Regions from separate parts of the Gossypium hirsutum genome. Here region 1 is linked to region 2. The links are chromatin contacts, called in public Hi-C maps. All regions are on one chromosome and are shown on one strand. The core of a region is the stretch at or near the end of the contact, and the rest is flanking DNA. Distances in the headings are between cores, read along the strand shown. Region 1 has its middle 6.5 kb from the start of LOC121203599. Region 2 holds the start of LOC107891816.

Region 1 (5,535 bases), core at 2,213-4,712, 77 kb before region 2:
TAACTCACAGTTTGCCCCTACTAAGTCGGATGCTTCCCTTTTTGTGAAGAAGGTGGAAGGAGTACTGTTGTACGTGCTCGTGTATGTTGATGATATAATAATCACTGGGAATCATCAGCAAAGTATTGATAGCTTTGTGGCAACGTTAGATGCTCAGTTTGCTTTAAAAGATTTGGGGCCTCTTGGTTATTTTCTAGGTGTTGAGGTGACCACTACCACTGATGGTTTATATTTAAGTCAGTCAAAGTATATTTTTGACTTACTAAAGAAAGCCAAGATGGATCAAGCAAACAGTTCTCCCACTCCAATGGTTTCTACTTCGAAATTGTCTCAGTCCAGTGGTTGTGCTATTGAGAATGAAGCTGAAAATCGAAGTATCGTAGGAGCACTTCAATATGTGGTTATAACCAGGCCAGACATTACCTTTGCCGTAAACAAAGTGTGTCAATTTATGCATCGACCTCTTGATCAACATTTTCAAGCGGTCAAGTGTATTCTTCGGTATCTTCAGGGTACTATTGACTATGGCCTTCGATTCACAAAGGCTCATGCACTGGATGTGGTTGGCTACTCAGACACGAATTGGGGATCTGATATCGATGACCGGAGGTCTACTACAGGCTTTTGTGTTTTTCTTGGTGGTAATCCGGTTGCATGGGGCTCAAAGAAACAGCCAACTGTCTCCAGGTCCACAGCAGAGGCAGAATATCGGGGGCTAGCTCACACGGTTACAGAAGTGGTTTGGTTAGAGTCGCTTTTGTCTGAACTGCATGTTTCACCCTTGAAGAAACCCACGGTATGGTGTGATAGCTCAGGGGCAGTTGCTGTGTCTGCAAACCAGTTCTGCATTCAAAATTTAAACATTTAGAATTGGACCTTTACTTTGTTCGAGAGAAGGTAGCAGATGGAAAACTTGTTGTAGGGCACATTCCAGCACATGAACAAATTGCTGATGTGTTTACTAAACCTTTGTCAGCCTCTCTGTTTACTAAGTTCAGGTCTTATCTTAAGGTAGTTCGAAAACATTCTGCTTAGATGGTGTTCTTAGCAGTAGTTGAGGAAGTTGGTGGAATATTAGAGTATTCAGGTAGTTATGATAGTTAGTAGTTAAGGATGGTAGTTATGGTTGTTAATAATTGTATTATAAATAGTGGGGTTTACGTTACTGTAAAGGTATGAAGAAATAACAGTTCTTTCAGTAAAAGTGTACTGTTGTTATTTTTGTTCAGCAGTTTCTTAATACCCAATGAACATTTTCATGAATTTGATTTAATTTTTTAAAATTATATATGTAATTTTTATTTTATAAAACAATATGAAAAGTATTAAAAATTGATTTTTTTTATTTTGAATTTGTAATTTTAATTTTTTTACTATTATGTAAATTACCTAGTTGGTCACCCAATTTTTAAAGTACTTTCACTTTGGTCACCTAAAAGAAATTCTTGTAAATAAATTAGTTATTTTAGTTGCCACAAACATTAAATCCTAACAAATGCCACCTCATGTTCATACTTTCATTTTGGTCACTAAAAAGATCTTTTCAATTTCATTTTGATTTCTAATTTTCCGTTTAATAATTGAGATTCAAAATTTCCATTTCTATTATTAACTGCTATTCATATTACATTAGTGAAGATTTCCAATCTCCATCCCTATACCCAAATCACTTAACAAAAAGAAAACATTAACAAATATTAACCCAAATTTTACATACTTTGCAATTCAATGAACAAAATAACCAACAACACCCAAACTAAAGCCATGATTTTGCCCAAACCAACAAACAAAAACCATCAACTCTAAATCCAAACTAAACTCACATCATGTAGTATATGATGGAAAAAATTCTAAGTTTAGTTTGAGTGTTCTTTAATCTTTATCTAGGGTTTAGGATTCTTATTTGTTGATTTGCAACTTCTTTGTTTGAATTATAAAGTGACGAAAAAATTCTGAATTTTGTTTGGGTGTTCTTCATTTCCTAAAAAATTTCCCATCATAGATGACGTGAGTTTAAGATTTTTATTTCTTATTTATTTGGGTAATGATGATGGAAAAAATATTTTGAGTTTAGTTTTGGTGTTCTTCGTTTCGGTATTTTATTTGTTTATTTGCAATCTATGTAAAATTTAGGTTAGGATATGTGGAAATGTGACTTAATGTTTGCACTTTGTTTTCTGATTTGAGTGTATAAAATAGGATTATGAATCTCCACTGAACTTGAATTAGTAATGGAAATGGAAATTTTTAATCTCAATTGTAATGGAAATTTTGAACTAAAAATGATCGGTTCAAGTAAAATAAGAAGTTTCTCTAACTGGAATGATAAATTTGTAAGAATTTTTTTGTGACTAAAACGAAAACATGAACAAGATGTGGCATCTAATTAGTCGTTGTTGGGATTTAATGATTGAATGACTAAAGTAACAAATTTCTCTAATGGTAGGGATGAAATTGCAAGAAATTTTTTTGAGTGACTAACTACGTAGTTTACCATTTTTCATAATTTTTGAATGATTATAATGTTATGACATGATCGTTGCCATGAGTTAAATATTACATTGACCAAATGCCAAATATTCATTGAATAGCATGAAAAAGTTAACACCCTTTACCACAAAATATTATTTTGTGTAACCAAATTCAAATTTAAATACTAAATTAAACAACAAAAATCTAGATATCACATTGAATATTGAAGTCAAACTCGAGTATTAAATGATATAATAATCCTATAATTTGTATAATTAGTAGATCCACGTGATTGGATATATGTTATGTTTATACATTTTTATATATATCAATCAGACATCTCATCGAAATTCAAAGATCGATTTAATTAATATGAATTCAAAATCGATTCAACTCAAATTAGAAATAATTCAAGTTCAGAATGATCCAAGTAAATGATTAAAAATGACCCGAACCAAGTATCAAAATAACTCGACTAAAACACTAGATTAGAACACCTAAATGATTTGAATGCAAATTGAACAAATCTGAAAGAACTCTAACCCTAAATAACTTGCATTCAAAATTGACTGACCTCAACCAGATATCAGATGCAAAATCTAAAATTTGAATTAACCCAATTTAAAACCACCTTTCCAATGGAATGATCTAATTATAATTCTTTAACAGATACTATTGGCACGTGGTTATGTTCTTCTTCGCATTTAAAATTTAATTTTTATATTTTAATTTCTAAAGTAATATTACTATAATATTATTAATTATTCTAGATAATTAATATCATTACTTTTTTTTAGAGATAGATTCGTAAGTTTTCCTTACTTTATTTTTTATATTCAAAATTTTATTTTAGCCTCATGCTGATATAGTTTAATTTTGGTGAGAATCTTGAATCCAGTTCAAGAGCCGTGGTTTATTGATGTAGTTCACTTCTTCAATTAAAGGAGTTGGATTCATTGGGCTCAATTGAAGGGTTCAATTCATGGGTCGATGATAGCTTGGGCTGATTTACATGGGCCAAGTAATCAAATGGGACCCAACATCCTGGTTGAACTGGTTAGGTTAGCATTCAATATTCTGTTTAATCAATTTAATAGTAGTAAAAGTGAAAATATTAAAAATTTCATAAAAATAATAAATAATGGGTTTTTATTCCATAAACAACCTTAAAAAATAAACATGTGTCTCTTTTTTTAAATATTTTATTATACCCTTCAATCCCCCTAATCCCACTTGTAAAGTCTAAAAACTCCATTCACAGTGTACCAAATAATTTCATTTAAATCATAACATAAACATCCATTTGTAAACTATAACAACAATATTAATGATTTCGTCCCATTTTTTTTACTGATTAAATAAATATCTTTCTTTGATTTTATGGCACAGATAAAATTAATTGAATCATAGATTTTTAATGTTATCATTAATCCCTTTATTATAAGATACACTTAATTTGAAGTAAGGAAAAGAGGTTAAAAAATGCTAACTTATCATATTTTAAAGTGGCAGGAAAAGAAAATCAAAATTCAATATTTTTAAAACGCAACAACGTCTCAGTAGCTTCAATCTTATTGCCATTTACAGGGACCCATCAAGTAAATTAACCATTCTGGGAATAAAAATCTCTTTCAGCCAATGACAGTGGGCAAGTACATAAACTTGGTGTATCAGATTCTTTGAAATAAAAAAACAGGCCAATTAAGAGGGTCTGTCAAAAAGAAGACATGGGCAACTAAATATGGACTTTAAGTCAAAAGGCATTAATAAAATTCAAAGATGGCAAAGTTGAATTTAAGCACAACATGACGCTGATTTGGTCCTACCCACACTTGTGCAATTTATATCATACTATATATTGTAATTAGGCCAAACCAAATTTAGCCACAGTGCATTGATTCATGATTGATATGAAAACCCTACATTGATGAGAAATGGACTTGCCACACAACACTATAATTCACTACGTGATATCTATTGATTAATTGAGTTGGTGTCACGAGTTAATTCGATACTAATTCAGTTGTGAAATTATTAAAATATCATTACTTTAAAGAGTAATTAATATTACTATAAAAGTATTTTTATAATTTTATATAATCTTCAAATGAAACAATTAAAAAACATCAATTGAAAATTGAGCACAAGATCAACAAATCCGTATAAAAATCCCTTGCCATCCCACTTATAATCATTTATTAGTATTTTTTTAATATAAAATATTTTCTTTCACCCACATCATGGGTGTGATAAAATCTAGTAAATAATAACTTGTCAAAGTTTATATAATATGATGTATTAAATATATTATTTTTAATGAAAATGTTGACTAGAACATTAATTTTTTTGATGATGTTAGCATGGGAACCCATATGACAGTTTACGTATACTTTATGCTGACATGACACTATTTTTCTTATATGTCGCATCAATAAATAAATTAAATTTTTTAATATATATATAAAGTTCATAAAATAAAAAAAAATTAGTATGAAGTACACATGGATTATTGTGCGGACTGTCATGTTTACAAATTTAACATTTTAGTAATAATTTTTATAATAAAAAATTAAAATTTAACTTGTTTTAAAAGGTTGAAGTTCATATTTGACACTTTTTAAAAGGCTAAATACTGATTTAACTAAAAAATAAAAATCAATTTAACAAAAAGATGTAAATATTAAAAATAAAAGTTTTCATTATGCCTATTATTTTGAAGTACAAGAATATAATAACAAATTTGTTAATTGTTAGGGCAAAAGTACCTTGACTACCTTGAATAAATGGTGCCCCACTTAAAATGAGTACTTTAATTTAATTTAATTAAAAAATTTTAAAAATATATAAAAAGTTGATTAATTTTTGGAAAAAAGGCATGAAGTAGGCATAGATTATTGTGCGAATTGTCATGTTTAAAAATTTAATATTTTAGTCAATATTTTTATAAAATAAAAACTATAATTTAATTTTTTTAAAAGGTTAAAGTTCAAATTCAAATTATTTTAAAAACAATAAAAAAATGTCAATATAATAACAAATGCATTAAGGACTAACGTGAATAAA
Region 2 (5,645 bases), core at 1,265-3,764:
GGCGCTTCATTAAAAACGCCGCTAAGGCCTCGAAAGATCTGAAAACGGTGCCGTTGGACATATTTTTTTTTGCGGCGCTTCTCTAAAAACGCCGCTAAATCCCTGAACATTTGCGGCGCTTTTGTCAAAGTGCCGCTAATTCCACGAAAGCTGAGAAAACGACATCGTTTGGCTTAGGGTTTTTAGCGACGCTTCCCCAAAAACGCTGCTAAATCCCAAAAACTACGGAAACGGCACCGTTTGGCTTAGGATTATTAGTGGCGCTTAATTAAAAACGTCGCTAAATCCCCAAAAGCTCGGAAACGGCGTCGTTGGGCTTTGGTTTTTGCGGCGCTTTCTGGAAAACGCCGCTAATTCTTATTTTCAGCGGCGTTTTTCGTTTTGCGCCGCTAATGATCTAACTTTAGCGGCGTTTGTCATCTAAACGCTGCTAAAACCGCCGCTAAAAGCCTATATTGGTGTAGTAGATTATGAATGTAATCATAACTCAAAGGAAAGAGAACCATTGCAAGTCTCAAACTGGGTAAAGGATGAGCAATACTAATCCCCACCCGATTTACATGAACAAATCGCACTGTTTTTTAAGGCCATGTGCTTTCTCAAGGAACTTCCCAATCTAGTATCATTGCTTAAACACACCATCTACTTTAATCTTAATGGTATCACCTATTGATGGCCTCCCTACCACGAGACGAAAGAATGTGAACCCACTATAATTGTGAAGGAAAACATATAATTTTTTTATTTACCCACTTTGAGGGGAAAGTTGAGAAAACAAAGACAATATTTTTAAAGATGTAAAATATCATTTTTGTTCTAATTATATTTTATGTAAATATTTCATGACATGATTATAATTGGAAAATCTCATTAAAATTAGTCTTTTCCTTTTCTTTACACCTTTTACCAAACAAAGATGGTTAAAATTTATTTATTTTTATTTTTATTAATTTTAATTATCTAAATAAAATACACATATTTTTAAAACCAGTCTTTTCCTTTACTTTCTACCTTGTACCAAACAAAGATGGCCCGAGCAATGACACTAGCCAATCTGTTGTCACATTGCAAATTGAAGTTGCATGATATAAAACCAGCCTAAGAATAATTCGATAAGATGAAAGAATATTGTAAGGTCAAAATTGATTATGCAATCAGTTGAAGATTTCGGATTGTTTTGTCTTTTAATGATGTTGAGAGTTTTTAGTGTATGAAAAGACGACAAGTTTACTAACTCATCGAGTGTCTGAGAAAACGAATCATGCATATTGTGCAAAGTTGGACTCAAACTCATGTTTTAGAGTTTATAGTCCAAGTGGTAGTATTCTCCTACATAAATACCTTAAATGCTATAGGGTTCGAGTCAACTCATGTTGTTTTGTGAACTTATTAAAAATACCAATGATAAGAAATTAAAAATTAAAATCGTGGGGTAATTTCAAGAATGAAAAAAATTAAGAGGTTGGTTTATCTTCCCTTGCTTGCCACTAAGGTTGCCTTAACATTGGGTGACATTGAAGGGACCAACACCTAAATGGAAATTATAAAATTGGTGATTAAGATTTTTAGATAGATATTCATGGGAGACTTGCACTTATCTCCTAAGAAGGAAAACCAACAAGATATACCCAAAGATGTGCTTATCTTATCAGTCCTTTTTATCTTTTTTTTTCTTCCAATGGTAGCAACGAGGTTGTTCTATACTGTAATTATCAACAAGGTTAGCTTTGGTAACTTTATTTCTATCCATCAAAACTCAATTCTCCTATAGCATTCAAGTAATAATATGTATAGTAGTTTTGGGTTAAATCTAAAGTTCTGGGGTAAATTTTTCTCTTAATAATCTAAAATTTGGAAGGGGGATAATATGCTCCCACTTACCAAGTTTTGATAAAATAATGCGAATGATGAACCAGATAAATTTGTGATCATATATATGTATCAAAAAGCATCTCAAGACCCTTAATTCACCATGTAGGAATGAGGTTGAACAAATTTTGATCTATTGAAACACTCACCTCTAATTCCACCATTCCTATCATTGATTTTAAAAATCTATAGTCCGTTGTATTTTATAATGTGATATTAAACTTGTAAAAAGATTGATGTTGTATTTTTTAAAGTAAATTAGATGTTGCACTTATATTATAATAATTTTATTACTTGTGATGATTTATAATATTATAATATGACATAGCATCCATTTAATTTGATTTTTTTAAGTATTATAATTCTATTTGTAAAATTAAATAAGGAATTAATTTCATGTAAAAAAAATCTTCATGAAAGTGTCTTTTCTGTTAGTTTTTACCCAAGTTAATCCTTTGAAATCCCTCCGATACCACTACACCAACAACACTTGTTGTTGTTAGCTCTATATAAATAAATCTCATCAATGCAGCCTCAATTCTTATAATAAAACTACTATAAAGCAATAAAGCCCCATATGAAGAAATCTGTCGACTCTGAATAACAGAAGTAGGTTTCTACTATATAGCATTAGCTGGTAAATATGCTGTGATCTGAAAAGACTTGCTTCCTTCCTAGATTTGCTCAATGCCCCCTCCTCTACTTCTACCTTTACCCCTACCCTCTTTTCTGTGGGTGCCAACTGCCAAATACAAATCCGCCTTCACACATTAATCCGTTTGGAGGTGAGCTTATTTATAGTATCATCATGCAGCAGCATTCATGTCATCACTATATATATATATATGTATATATGGGGATGACAAAAAGCATATGAACTAGATGTACTCCTTGTATTCTTTTTTTTTTCTTAGATCAAAGTCATGGCAGATTGGCATGGTAGTGGTCGCAGTAGGAATTCAATCAACGATGGAGATTTTGATGAAGAAGAAGTTTGGTCTTATGAAAAAGAAGATTCATCAAGTCCCACCTCGAGCAAACCTAGGGAACCCTCCTCGAGTTCTTCATCTGCATGGCGGCTTCCAAGCGCACCGAGAACGATCCGAAGAGGAAGCAACTCATCATCAGCAGCAAGGCATGAAACCGAGGTGACTCGGCAATCATCGGCTCCGTTGAACATCCCCGATTGGTCCAAGATATATGGGAAGCATGCAAACATGGAACCATCAAGAAACGAGTCATGGGTTAATACAGGTGATGATGATGGTGATGATGATGATGATGGTATGGTGTATGAGGATGGAGATATGGTCCCTCCACATGAATGGCTTGCTAGGAAGCTTGCAAGGACTCGAGTTTCTTCTTTCTCGGTTTGTGAAGGGATGGGAAGGACACTTAAAGGCAGAGATCTCAGCAAAGTGAGAAATGCAGTTTTGACAAGAACAGGTTTCCTAGAGCAGTAATGATGATCATCATGTAACCTTTTTCCTTTTATTAGCTTTCGGTCATAATACGTTGTGGGCATGTACTATTGAACTTGGGAACAGAAAAAAAAGTCGTAAATTGCAACTAGGAGCTGCATTTTTGTGAGATTTTTCTGGAAGAGGGAAAAATTAGATAGAATTTTCAACGTGACGGAAATGAAAACTAGTGCATAGTTGAGTGATCAATGGTGCAATTCATCCTTTTAGTACAAGATTTAGCGAAGGAGACTGGGAGTGGTTTACAAGTGAGTCTGAAGAGCCGTTAGAGGTCATTCCTTGAAGATTTGAGGAAGTCTTGTGATATTTGGGCAAAGCTTTGGTCAATGCTGCAAAACTCTGATTAGTAGTGAAATTAATGTGCTTTTGATTCAATTAGTTGAATTGTTAAATTGCAATAATTAAATGAAAAATTATAAAAAATATAAAACATTGCATTGATTTTTTTATCAATTCAGATCAATCTGTTTTATTATTATTATTTATCATGCCGAATCAATTTTGGATTCAACGGATTGATTCAGTCCGACCTAAGAAGTAATGAGATTTATATAGAAAAGGGGCTTGTTGTGGACTCCTCCGGACACATGTCTTATTATGGTAGAGTCATGGGGTACTCTATTTTGGTGTGGCTTGATAGAGTCAACGATAGGGTGATGAGAGTAGCTCTTCAGTGGACTTCAACATGATGGGCACACTTGGGTGATCCCCCATGCAGGCGAGCCCTTTTAACTGAGCAAGGTAGTTGGGTAAAAAGGATGCAAGGGTGAAGTAGTAATTTTAAAGGTGAGACAGGGTAAAGTGGAGCAAATATTTACCAAACTGTTCTGTTCTACCATATTCATGAAAGAAAATTTCCTATTCGAAATCATCACTACATTTTACATTTCATTATTCCTTTTCTTTTTTTAATTTTCGATAGTTTCTTTGTAGAGTTCTATTTTGATTTTGATCTCTCTATTATAATAAAATATAAAATATAATCTTTTTATTTTATTTTATTTTATTTAAAATTTGATATAACTTGATATGTAAAATTTTATTAGCCAGTCTAAATGCTAACTATTTGGATTAATGATTTGGACAAATTAATAACATTATAATAATATGGGACTAAATTGTGATAAGTTAAAATATGAAGAATAAATGTTAAATTTGAGTATAATAAAAAAGACCAAAATTAGGATGATGATTAGAAAAATTGATATCTGAAAAATGAAACTAAACCCAACATCTCTTATATAAAAGTGTCCACTCCAAATATTGCCATCACCTACTCTAACCTAATAGTAATAACACATTGATAATATCGTCTGTGATGCTTTTAAATTCTACGAAAGTCAAAGATCCAAACAAAAACTTGAAGCCTCAAGCAGTGACACTCGCCACTCGGCTCTCATATTGATAATTGATGTTGCATGATTTCATATAAAATCATCCTAGGAATAATATTGTACGGTGGAAATTGATTAATGCAACCTTTGTTGACTTAAAGATACTAATGATTTCCAATGTGCAACTTAATGGTGAGAATTAAAATTGTGGGGGCAATTTCAATAAAAATAAAAAGAAAGGCTGGTTTATCTTCCCTTTCTAGCCACCAAAGTCGCCTCAACATTGGGTGGCATTGAAGGGACCAACACCTAATTGGAAAAATATATTTTTTGTGAATAAGAGTTTTTTAGATAGCAATTCATGGGAGACTTACACTCATCTCCTAAAAAGGAAAACCAACAAGATATTCTCCAAGATGTGCTTATCTTATCAGTCCTTTTTATAATTTTTTTTCAATGGTAGCTATGGGGTTCTTTTATACAATGATTAGAAACAAGGTTAGCTTTTGGTAACTTCATTTCTGTCCATTAAAATTCATATCTCTTATAGTATTCCAAGTAATAATTATGTATAGTAGTTTTGGGTAAATCTAAAGTTCATTATCTTTTGGGGGGTAAATCTTTTCTTTCTTAACAATCTAACACTTGGAAGGGAGATAATATTCTCCTACTTACAAAGTGTTGTATCAAGTAATGTGAATGATGAACTAGAAAAGAAACAATGAAAAGCTAAAGCGTTGACCCATCACACCCCTTTGATAAGTTCAGTCACAGTTAAATCTGTGATTTTATATATATATTCACCCATCAGATGCTAAGATCTTAACCAAAAACAAAGGCACCCCACCATAAATATATTATGAATGCTGCTATACATCGTCCAACCAAAAGAGTTTGCTCCTTAAGCAAGCAAGCAAGCAAGGCAGGCACCGCCACCATCAACACCACCAGCCTTTGAAAA

Evidence for each region. Hi-C and Micro-C count contacts between places; a contact is called where the count stands out from the background.
Region 1: a contact with region 2 is called in a Hi-C map of leaf, with 4 times the contacts expected there. The contact joins the enhancer-like site here to the promoter of LOC107891816 in region 2. A contact is called at or near these places in 5 of 34 Hi-C or Micro-C datasets (callus and leaf).

What each region holds. Positions count from the first base shown.
Region 1 is chrD09:33,376,393-33,381,927 of Gossypium_hirsutum_v2.1, reverse strand. No RefSeq gene overlaps it. Among protein-coding and RNA genes, the nearest start is that of LOC121203599, 6.5 kb to the left of the region's middle. Within about 2 kb of position 3,462, at least 3 of the 9 cell types and tissues checked have an H3K27ac peak or open chromatin away from gene starts, as enhancers often do. A contact at or near this core is called in leaf, where this site is marked.
Region 2 is chrD09:33,298,485-33,304,129 of Gossypium_hirsutum_v2.1, reverse strand. It overlaps LOC107891816, which reads left to right and starts at 2,514. Exons shown (of 2, transcript XM_041100361.1): 1 at 2,514-2,654; 2 at 2,784-3,759. The coding sequence starts at 2,793. The coding sequence ends at 3,332.